2 separate regions of the Sus scrofa genome follow, and region 2 is linked to region 1. Evidence: chromatin contacts called from public Hi-C data. All regions are on one chromosome and are shown on one strand. Each heading gives the region's core, a stretch centred on a gene start, on an enhancer-like site or on the middle of the called end of the contact. The rest is flanking DNA. Distances are from core to core; before and after follow the strand shown. Region 1 overlaps PAK1 (serine/threonine-protein kinase PAK 1). Region 2 holds the start of PAK1 (serine/threonine-protein kinase PAK 1).

Region 1 (5,452 bases), core at 1,055-3,554:
AGCTAAGCATCAGAGAAAATAAATAATTTCTCAGTCCTCAAATCAGTCATGTGATACAGTTGCGGGTTCTTCACTGAAATACAATTCAAATCAATAAATTTTTACTCAGTACTTATATGTAAGGTGCTGTGCTAGAAACCAGGGGTATAGAAATAAATAAATGAATAAGCTATGATCCCAGCTCCAGAGGTTCTCACAGTCTAGTAGGCAGGATAGAAAGGACCTAAAAACCCACAATGTTAGGCTAATTATGAATAGTGCTGTAGAACAGTATAAGCAGTAAACTGTCATAAGAAGCAGAAAGAAAAGATTGTATGAAACTGAGGTGATCACTGAGGCTTCATAGAAGAGGTGGTATTAAGAGTAGCGCCTAAAGAATAAATAGGTCAAATTAGTGGTCACTGACTTTGGACTACCAGAATTTTCTAGAAGCTTTTTAAAATACAAGCTGAAGTATTTGGGGGAGGGGAGTATACTAATATCTGCAATTTACTTTGAAATGTGTTTTTCAAAAACAAAGATTAAGACATGAACACAGATGTGACATAATATATATGTCAATATAGAATATATAATGGATTGATAAAAGCAAGTACATGAAAATGTTTCAGGTTGTGATGATGTTTTTAAAAAAGAAAATGTTAATGTGAAGAATCTAAGTGGTAGTTATAGAGGTATTCACTATGAAATTCTTTCAACTTTGCTATGTTTGAGATTTTCCTAATAAAAAACAGAGGGAAAATACCACCACTTGAACTCTGATTTTAATTGGTCTGGGAAAGGCCCAAGCATTGGTGTATTACCTTGACCAAGGAAAAAAAAAAAACAATAAATGAATGATTTTGATAGAGAACAATGATGACAAATATACCCCAGACCACCAGAATAACCCAAGTCTGAGAGTAGAATGTGTGGCAATGTGGTAGAATGCAACATTAAGGTAAAAAAGGAGGACACACAGCAATTACAGTGGGCCTTTTACTTTGTGCAACACATACAGCACTAGTCAGAAAAATGATCCCTTCTAAGCAGTTCCAGATCTGTACCATGAATGTTCCATGTTAAAAATAAAAGATAACACTATTGATTTAACAAGCCTGAAAGATGACAAAGAGAAAAGAGGTGTTGTCTGGAGGAGGGGACCAGCTGCTCTCTGTCTGCACTGAGGACTCTGATGCCGTGAGTTCACACAATAGGACTTGGAGTTTAGGAGAGTCCTCTAAATTGCTAAAATCCTTTTTAAAAGTATCCCCAAAACTTGGTGTGGTTGCCAAGGGGGAGGGAGTGGGATGGATTGGGAGCTCGGGGTCAATAAATGCAAACTTTTCCAATTAGCAATAAGATCCTGCTGTATAGCATTGAGACCTATGTCTAGTCACTTACGATAGAGCATGATAATGGGAGAAAAAAGAATGTATACATGTATGTGTAACTGGGTCACCTTGCTGTACAGTAGAAAAAAAACTGTATGGGGGAAATAATAATAATATAAAAAAAGTATCCCCATAAAACCTCCTGGACCAACCAACTTTATAAATAGGATTTTAGCTATTATTTGGGGCTGATTTTTTTTTTTTTTAATCTTTTTAGGGCCACACCTTCGAGATAGGCTGGGGGTTGAATCAGAGCTACAGCTGCCAGCTTACACCATAGCCACAGCAACGTGGGATCTGAGCCACATCTGTGACCTACACCACAACTCATGACAACACTGGATCCTTAACACACTGAGCGAGGCCAGGGATTGAAGCCGAATCCTCATGGACACTAGGTGGGTTTGTGACCACTGAGCTACATCAGGAACTCCTGAGACTGATATTTTATTTTATTTTTTATTTATTTATTTATTTTTTTTTGTCTTTTTGCTATTTCTTGGGCCGCTCCCGCGGCATATGGAGGTTCCCAGCCTAGGGGTCGAATCGGAGCTGTAGCCACCAGCCTACGCCAGAGCCACAGCAACGCAGAATCTGAGCCGCGTCTGCAACCTACACCACAGCTCACGGCAACGCCAGATCCTTAACCCACTGAGCAAGGCCAAGGACCGAACCTTCAACCTCATGGTTCCTAGTCAGATTCGTTAACCACTGTGCCACAACGGGAACTCCTCATTTTGCTCTTTCATTCATGCAAATATTTTATTCATCACCTACAGTTTGCCAGGCTATGTTAGGGGCTAGGGATAAAACAGGGAACAAATCAGAAGCAGCAAAATCTCCGAGACAATGATCATCACCAAGGGTCACACAGCTAGAGGACAGCAGAGGTAGGGACCTGAAATGAAGTCTGTGTGACCTTAGAATCATATCTCTCTCCACTGTACCACTACACTGTTCACTCCAGAGGCAAAGGAATGCCTCGGGCAATTACTTAAATGAAGAGAAAGGAAAAAAGAAATAAAACTTACTTAATATATTAATCCCATTTTCAGTTCCAATAACTCAGAGCAGCTGAGACTGGCATGATCAACACTCCACCCAAGACTGGGGAGTACTGCATGCCCTTGACACCTGGTTATGAGAATCTGATCTTTAATTTAATTGTGCCAGGAGGTTTTCTTTGGCAGGAGCCTGGAATGCTGCGGTTTCGAATTTGCTGAGGGATGTCCTTCTGAAAGACATTCCCACTACACAGTTTCCAGCCACTTGCACTGGTTTAGCAACGAGAAAGCAACTGCCGAGTTAGCAGAGAGGAAAACTGGAAACTGTTTCTGGGCTGTTGGGAAAGCTACTTTAATTTTTGACGCTCGGTTTAAACCTCTTTTGTAAAATACAAATAAGCCTATCTATGTTATAAAGTTATCATGAGAATTAAAAAGCATATATAAAAGCCCCTACCCTGCCATCTGGCACAAAATAGACATTCAGTAAATATCTGTTCTCATCCCCCAACTCAACTATCCAATTTCATCTCTTCTATTCCCTAAACTTGTCATTCCAGCCCAAACTGCTTCATGTTCCTGCTTTGCCCACAGTTCTCTCTGACTAAAACGTCCCAACTTGTCTTCCAAGAAAACTCCTACTCATTCTTCAAGACCCAGTTTGACTCACTTTCTCTACAAAACCTTCACACAAGTTCTATTTCTACTTTCCCCCAAGTTTTATAACATTTTATATATAATTCTAAACAGCAGCTTCCATATTTCATCATATCAACCTTATCAAGACTATGAACAAGTCAAAGGAAAAAAACCAACTCTAAATAATCTTTATGTTCCCAAGTGTCACCCAGTATAGATCTGGCACTAGATACTTAGTAAAGTTTCACTGACTAAGGTAGCCTGGTTTAGAGAAGAAAAATACAAGAGCTGGAAGGACCTTGAAAAATCAGCTAGTTTCATACTTTTATAGTTCAAACATGAAACTCACGGGTGTATGTAACTTACCTAAGATCACTCAATGAAATAGTGAAAAGCCTCTGATTATTCTGATTCTCCTAAAAACACTCTTTATCCACTAATTATACTTTGAGACAGAATTAACCAAGGGCTGTACCTGGAAAACTTCCTATAATTGGAGAGGGATGAGAGGCAGCAAAGTAAAATGGAAAAGGCAGAGAGATTTGGAATCGAGACTTAAATTCACTTATGCTGACCCTGTACCTTCACCATTCCCTCCCCTACCAATCATATTACACATCTTTCTCACTCCTATCACCCGTGAAGATAGTCACTAGAGTGACTTCCAGAAACAAGTACCAAGGGTCTTATAATCCCTCTTCTACCATCTGGGGAAATTCCTAATGGGGGTGGTACATAAGATTAAGGGATCAGGGAGTTCCCTTTGTAGTGCAGCAGGAACAAATCCAACTAGTATCCATGAGGATGTGGGTTTGGTCCCTGGCCTTGCTCCATGGGTTAAGGATCCAGCATTGCCATGAGCTGTGACGCAGATCGCAGACACAGCTCGGATACCACGCTGCTCTGGCTGTGGTGTAGGCTGGCAGCTGTAGCTCTGATTCGACCCCTAGCCTGGGAACTTCCACATGTTGTGGGTGCGGTCCTTAAAAAAAAAAAAAAAAAAAAGATTAAGTGATCAGGACAGGCATCTCTGATAAAGAAACACTTAAGACTTGAATGAAATGTGTCAGCAAATTCACAGCAACATCTGGAAGTGTTTTTAAGTAGAAGGCACAGTAAGCACAAATGTCCTAAAGGAGAATATTTGGTGGCCCACAAAACAGCAAAAAGGGCAAGAAAATAGTTGAGTGAGCAATGAGAAATGTGATAAGAGTCTAAGATTCAAGATGCAGCCAGAGGTCAAATTATGCAGGACCTTATAGGCCTTGATAAATTTGGATTTTGTAGCAAGTGTGAGAGTTTTGAGCAATGATCTAATTTATGTTTTAAACAGACCACTCTGGCTGCAGAGAACTGAATGTAGGGGAGCAAAGGAAAAGTGGAGAGAACTTTAAGAAGCAATTTTTTTTTTTTTTTTTTTTTGGTCTTTTTAGGGACACACCTGTGGCACAGGAGGTTCCCAGGCTAGGGGGCAAATCAGAACTGTAGCTGCTGGCCTACACCACAGCCACAGCAACACCAGATCCAAGCCACGTCTGCAAACTACATCACAGCTCAAGGCAATGCCAGATCTTTAACCCACTGAGCGAGGCCAGGGATCGAATCTGCATCCTCATGTATACCAGTCAGATTCGTTTCCACTGAGCCACAATGGGAACTCCAAGAAGTAATAGTAAGTAACCAGGAATTCATATGAGAACTGATGGTGACTTAAATAGACTACAGTAGATAGAGAGAAGTATTACAAAGGTAGATATTTTGAAGGTAGAGCCAAATGGCTTATTTAGAGATTGGATATGCAATGTGAGAAAAAAATGAAAAATCAGGATGATCTCTAAATTTTTGACCTGAGCTGAGAATATGAGATAATATAAACATGTTATAGAGTCTTTTATTCAAAGACACACACACACACACACACACACACACACACCCCTCCCCTGACACCCACATCTTCCTCAAATAACATTTCTTTGTTCCCCTTCATAGAAGAGCTTCTAAAAAGAATTATCTATCGACTTATACTATCTCCACTTCTTCCCCTTCTGTTTGCCAAATAACATCCTCCTATTTCATCAAAAGTAGTCTCGTCAAGACTATCGGACATGTCCATGTTGCCAGATGAAATGGTCACTATTCTGTCCTCACCTTACTCAGCCCCTCAGCAGCATGCAACATAACTGACCTCCCTCTTCTCTTTCAAGTGCTCCACTTTCTTGGCTTCTGGGGAAGCACACTCACCTGGCTTTCCCTCTTTCTGCCTATTCCTATCTCCGCTGCAGACTCTTCCTTCACTAGCCATCCTCCACATGTCCAAGGTTAGGAACTTTCTCTCCTCATAACTACACTCTGCCCCAGACGATCATCCATTCATTCCCTTGGCTTTACACATTATCTGTATGTTGATGATGCCCAAGTTTCTATCTTTAGCCTAAT
Region 2 (5,452 bases), core at 1,680-4,179, 70 kb after region 1:
TTTATTGATGCTGCTGGTGCAGGGACCACACTTGGAGAAAACTGTTCTAACCAAAGAATGAGGTAACCTCTAACTTATGGGTCTTGACTTGCTTCTTCATTCTTACATTCATTTCCAACACTTATTCAGCACCAGGAACTTCAGTAGACATTGAAACTAAACTGATCCTGCCCTCAAGAAATTCACAGATTAATGGAAAAGACAGGCACAAACTTAGACATTTGCAATAGAGTGCTATAGGGACCTATAAGAGTGGTCTGTACATGAGCCATGGAATAGAGAAGAGCAACTCTACTACGGAGATAATAGAAGGAGAAACTAAGGGACTGCTTCCCAGAGGTCCAACAAGTGCTTCTCCACAGGCAGGTAGAAGGTGGCATTCCAGGCAAAAAGAACAACACATGCAAAAGCAGAGATGAGAAGAGGGGGGCAGAGGGTTATAGAAAATGAGCCTCTGCAAAGGTAGGCAGTACTCTAACCTCCAAGAGGTTCCTACTCATATCAGAGTTTAAAATTTTTCTTTAGCAAATGACCAGTTGAGGGTGGGGAGAAATGATTGGTTTTTGTTTTACAAAGATCTCTCTGGATATACAGTGCCCTCCTTGTAGAAAGCACTCCTTCCTCCAAACCTAACACAGAACCTCATAACATGTGCTGAGTAAGTGTATACTGAATTAAACTGAACAAGCTCTTTGTCAAGTGTTATCTTATGGATGAGAGGCAGGTCACCACCTTCCCCGCAGGTCTCACTTTGGCCAGGACAAGACCTGTAAAACAGGTCCAGCAGCCTCAATTATTGCACACTGCTCCCTGTACAACTGGAGCCCCCAGAGAGGACGGAAGGCCTTCACTGTTTACATGGCTACCTCACCCACTAGACTTTGAGCTCTGTGAAGACAGGGAATATCTTAATAGATTCAAAATCCCCACAGCCCTAGCAGGAAACTTGAAACAGTAGCTCTTCAGATCCCAGCAATGTTGGGTAAATCAATGACTAAATAGGCAAATTTCCCAGACAGACCCAAGAGCTCACAAAAGTTAAGGACATGGATAAGCTTCAGGGAATGTTTCGGGGTCCATGATTCCAAAACCCTTTTTGAGAAGTATAGTTTCTAGTTGAGGAGAGACTGATTTCATTCGCACCTGATTCAGGATTTACCAAATGTGAACAAAAAAAGTGCTGTGGTAGAAATCCAAGCAGGCCTCTGAGGGGCCCAAAGAGAAAGTTTTGCCTGAGAGGAGTATGGGGGTGGTGCCAGCAAAGACTTCTAATGGGGGTAATTCTTCCGCAGACTCCTGAAAGCTAAGTAGGTGGTGGATACCCGCCTGCTTCGAGGGCACAAAAACAAGTTCCTGGAACGGTAAGACTGGAAGTGACCTGCTCAAGGTCACACAGGAAGTAGGTGAAGTCACAAGTTAAGACCAATGAGGCATGTGTCTACTGTTGACTCCTTTTTCTCCTGACCAAGTCGAGAGAGAGCCCAAAGACACCGGAGGCAAAATTACACATTTTCTCAGAAACAACTCTTAAAGGCTAAACTAGTGAATTTGAAATGTTTATTGGTACCAGGGTACCAACTCTTGCCTTCACCTTTCACTGTTCCGGGGGCGGGGGGGTGGGAGGAGAAAGTGTAAGACAGTTATCCAAAGGGCTTAACAAACAACAAGCACTTGGCTCTCCACACTTCCAAACACCCAGAACGTCTCCAGTGTTCTTCCAAAACACCCCAGCAATGTCTGCTGTGAAACTACTCCAGACAGTAAAGGATATAATAGCGCCTATTGAAATGGAATAATCAACATGAAACAGCCACAATTCTCCTTTCCCAGTTTGTTTTTAACGCCACAAGTGAGCGTCTTCCCGGGGTGGGGGAGGGGCCGCGTGAGTCAAACACCATCCAGTATTTTTCAAGGAGTTGAACCCTAGACGTGATCCCCCGCCCCCCTGGCCTGGACCGGGGTGATTTCTTTCGTGCACAATGAATCTGACGCTGCCTTGCTAGGCTCCCCGTCGGGGGGCCGCAAAGTTCGGGAGGGAGTCCCGGACCCAGACCAGCGGTCCCGACCCCTCCCCGCCTCGGCCCGCCGCCGGGTCCCTCAGCTCCCCCCCCCCGGCGTCTGAGACCTGCGGCCGCCCGGGTGAGCGCACGGGGAGCCTTTGTTGGTCCGACAGCGGCGGCCAGCCTCGAGGGGCGACGCCCCCGCCTCGCCTCACCTGGCGCCCCCCGCCCGCCCAGCCCTGCAGCCGGAATGAATGGGCCCCACGCCCCGCGACGCCCCCGCCCCCGCACCGCGCGACGCCAAGGGTACCGCGCGGGAGGCCGGCTCTCACCTTCCGCGCTTAGCTTCGGCTCCACTCGGTTCCTCCTCCTTTTCCACGCCGGCGGCGGCGGCGGCGGCCGAGCGGGGGAGCGAGCGCGCGAGTGTGTGCGAGGGGCCGCTTCACTTTCCCCCTCCCGCCGCCTCAGCCGCCGCCGCCGCGCACTCGGCGCCTCCCCGCCTCGCTGGTGCCGGGGAGTCCGCTCCGGACCGGGCGGGGGCGGGGGTGGTCAGCGACCCGGGGGTGAGGTGGGGGAGGGAGGGAGCCCGGCGACGCCGCTGAGGAGGTGCGGCTCCGGCCGCTGGAGAGGCGAGGGGCTCGACTGGCCTCCGGGGGAGGAGGTGGGGAGACAGAGGGTTCTTTGAGGGGCTCCGCAAAAGAGGGGGTAAGAGTCTGAGAGAAAGCGTCTGTCGAGTAGGACGGCGGAGCTGCTGAGGGAGGCGGCGGGGAGGCGCGACGGACGGGCGGAGGGGGAGGGGGCTGTGGGGGGAAACCGTGAGGGGGCGTCTGCGGTGCTACCGACACCTGGGTCTCCAGCTGAAGCCCCGGCCCGGGCCCCCGCCTCGGCCTCCGCCGAGCTATTGTACGCCGCCGGGCCGGGCGGACCGCCTCGCCCACCGGCCCCCCGCCCCCTCCCCCGCGAGGCCGAGGCTCCGGCCCAGCCAGGCCCGCCCAGCCTCCTGCAGGTGGGAGGGGGCGGGGAGGACTGGACCGACCCACGTGAGCGAAGCCAACCCAGGCCTGGGGGAGGGCCAGCGCCTGGAATGACGTCATTGGCGCGTGACGCCAGAGGCTGGGGAATCACCCGCTGCCGCATGACGTCATTGCGCCCCCGTCTCTCCTCGAGTGCTATCGCTCGCTACAGCTGCAGGCTCCTTTAAGGCGGGCTTTCCCCAGGATGTTTGTGGGAGGTGTTAAGGGGCGACAGTGGTGGAATCGGGGTCGAAAAAGACAGCCAATCCCATAGGATTGTGGTCCTCTTGGTTATAAAGCACCACTGCATCTGCTAGCTTGTTGCCAAGCGCTGAGTTTGGAAGCTACCCCATATCCTGTGACCTCAGAACTGGACATTTAATACACTGTTGGCTTTCTTGGAGGAGGGGCAAAGAAATGTTAATGGAGGTTTCAACTATTGTGCTCTGGTAGAAAAGAATGGGCAGCTTTTCGCGCCTTCCTACACCAACGGAGGTCGCATTCTACGCAAACCTTTTCCCTGAGTTCAGATTCTGCGTTTCCTAATGAAATGTTTGCACTGTACCTCAAATTCCCCATGTCCAAAACTGAAACAACGTTAGTGACTAAGGGTTTGGAATTAAGTTGCCTTGCTTCAGATTCCAGCTGTACAGATGTTGGTGATAGGATCTTAACATTTCTAAGCCACAGTTTCTCCTTAAGTTGTACCTGTGTATGGGTAACTTGATCTGAGTCACCGTTTTATAATAATAGTAAGTGCAATTTAGCACCATTAAGCCCTTTGGAATGTAGACTGTTCCTACTACAATATTCCCCAAAACTTGTGACTCATGTTACTTTCTGGTCTTGGTGAATGGACCACCATTCAGCAGTACACTAAGCCAGAAACCCCCATTCTTCTTTCTCAACGCTCATCAAATTTGTCACCGAGTCCTGTAGAGTCTCCTAAATATTTCCCAAGATCTCGCCCTTCTCTTCACTCACTGCCATCACCTAGACAACTAGAGCGGCTTTCAGTCTTCCAGATTCAACCGTACTTACCAGTGACCAGAGTAACCTTTTAAAACGACAAATCTGACGAAAGCCTTCCCTCTTTAAATACTCTCAAAGGGTTTTGTGCTTCACAATAAAATCCACATTCTTAATGTGGCACTGCACAACCTTGGTGCTTACACCAGCCTTTCTAGCCTCATCTTACGTGGTATCTTTTGTTCCAGCCACACGGAAATACTACTTAATGTTCTTTGGACAAACATGTCTTCGTGTCTCTGAGCCCTGCTCTATCTCACTGGCCAACACCTATTCATTCTACAAAGCCCAGCTCAAATATCCAGTCCCTTTGTTCATCCAACTAATATTTCTTGACGTTCCCAGGGCACAGCAGAAACGAATCCAACTAGGAACCATGAAGTTGCAGGTTCAGTCCCTGGCCTCGTTCAGTGGATTAAGGATCCAGCGTTGCCGTGAGCTGTGGTGTAGTGGTATGGATCGCAGAGGAGGCTCAGATCCCATGTTGCTGTGGGTATGGTGTAGGCTGGCAGCTGTAGCAATTCAATCGCTAGCCTAGAAACCTCCATATGCCACGGGTGCGGCCCCAAAAAGCAAAAAACAAAAACAAAAACAAACCCCTACTATTTCTTAAGTTTCCCTGAGCCTTCACAATGATGTGACCTTATAGTATTTCCATGCCTTTTGTTGCATGTTGCACACAGTCTAAAACTGTATTTGTATATCTGACTCCCTGCACTCCTTGAGAGCAGGTCAATTTCCTACCTACCCTATCCATTGCCCCAGTATTTAGAACAGTGCCTGACACATAGTAAGAATCAATGTTAAAAAAAAAATGTGTTTAATAAATAAATGCTCACGTAGTGTTTACTATGTACTAGATACTGTTCTAAGAACTCTCTTTTAAACCTCTAACAATCCTTTCTGATAGGCTACTGTTATTCCCCTCATTTTATTGGTTAGGAAACTGAGGTGCGGAGAGGTTAAGTAACTTAACCCAAGATGGTAACCCAGTAAATTAATTCTAATCTGAACTGTTTTTGCGTGGTATCAGTGATGGGGAAAATAGTGGCTCCCTAAAAGTGTTCACATCCTGATCCCCAGAACCTATGAATATGTTACCTTCCATGGCAAAAGGGACTTTGCAGCCTTGATCAACTTAAAGATCTTGAGAGGAGGTTACTCTGGATTATCCAGGCGGATTCAGTGTAATCACAAGGAATTTTTTTTTTTTTTTTTTTTTTTTTTGTCTTTTGTCCTTATGGAGCTGCACCAGTGGCATATGTAGGTTCCCATTCTAGGGGTCTAATCGGAGCTATTGTTGCCAGCCTATGCCAGAGCCACAGCAATGCCAGATCTGAGCCACGTCTGAGCTACACCACAGCTCATGGCAACGCTGGATCCTTAACCCACTGAGTGAGGCCGGGGACC

The links. Hi-C and Micro-C count contacts between places; a contact is called where the count stands out from the background.
Region 2: a contact with region 1 is called in a Hi-C map of skeletal muscle, with 2.2 times the contacts expected there. The contact joins the promoter of PAK1 here to the enhancer-like site in region 1. A contact is called at or near these places in 7 of 47 Hi-C or Micro-C datasets (embryonic fibroblasts, epiblast stem cells, fetal heart ventricle and 2 more) and 2 of 2 datasets of contacts at active chromatin or transcription factors (alveolar macrophages and skeletal muscle).

Annotation. Positions count from the first base shown.
Region 1 is chr9:11,900,462-11,905,913 of Sscrofa11.1, forward strand. The region is part of intron 1 of PAK1 (serine/threonine-protein kinase PAK 1); the gene reads right to left. Among named protein-coding and RNA genes, the nearest start is that of PAK1, 70 kb to the right of the region's middle. Within about 2 kb of position 2,305, at least 2 of the 83 cell types and tissues checked have an H3K27ac peak or open chromatin away from gene starts, as enhancers often do. A contact at or near this core is called in skeletal muscle, where this site is marked.
Region 2 is chr9:11,970,145-11,975,596 of Sscrofa11.1, forward strand. It overlaps PAK1 (serine/threonine-protein kinase PAK 1), which reads right to left and starts at 2,930. Exons shown (of 15, transcript XM_005667164.3): 1 at 2,333-2,930. It also overlaps the pseudogene LOC100511827.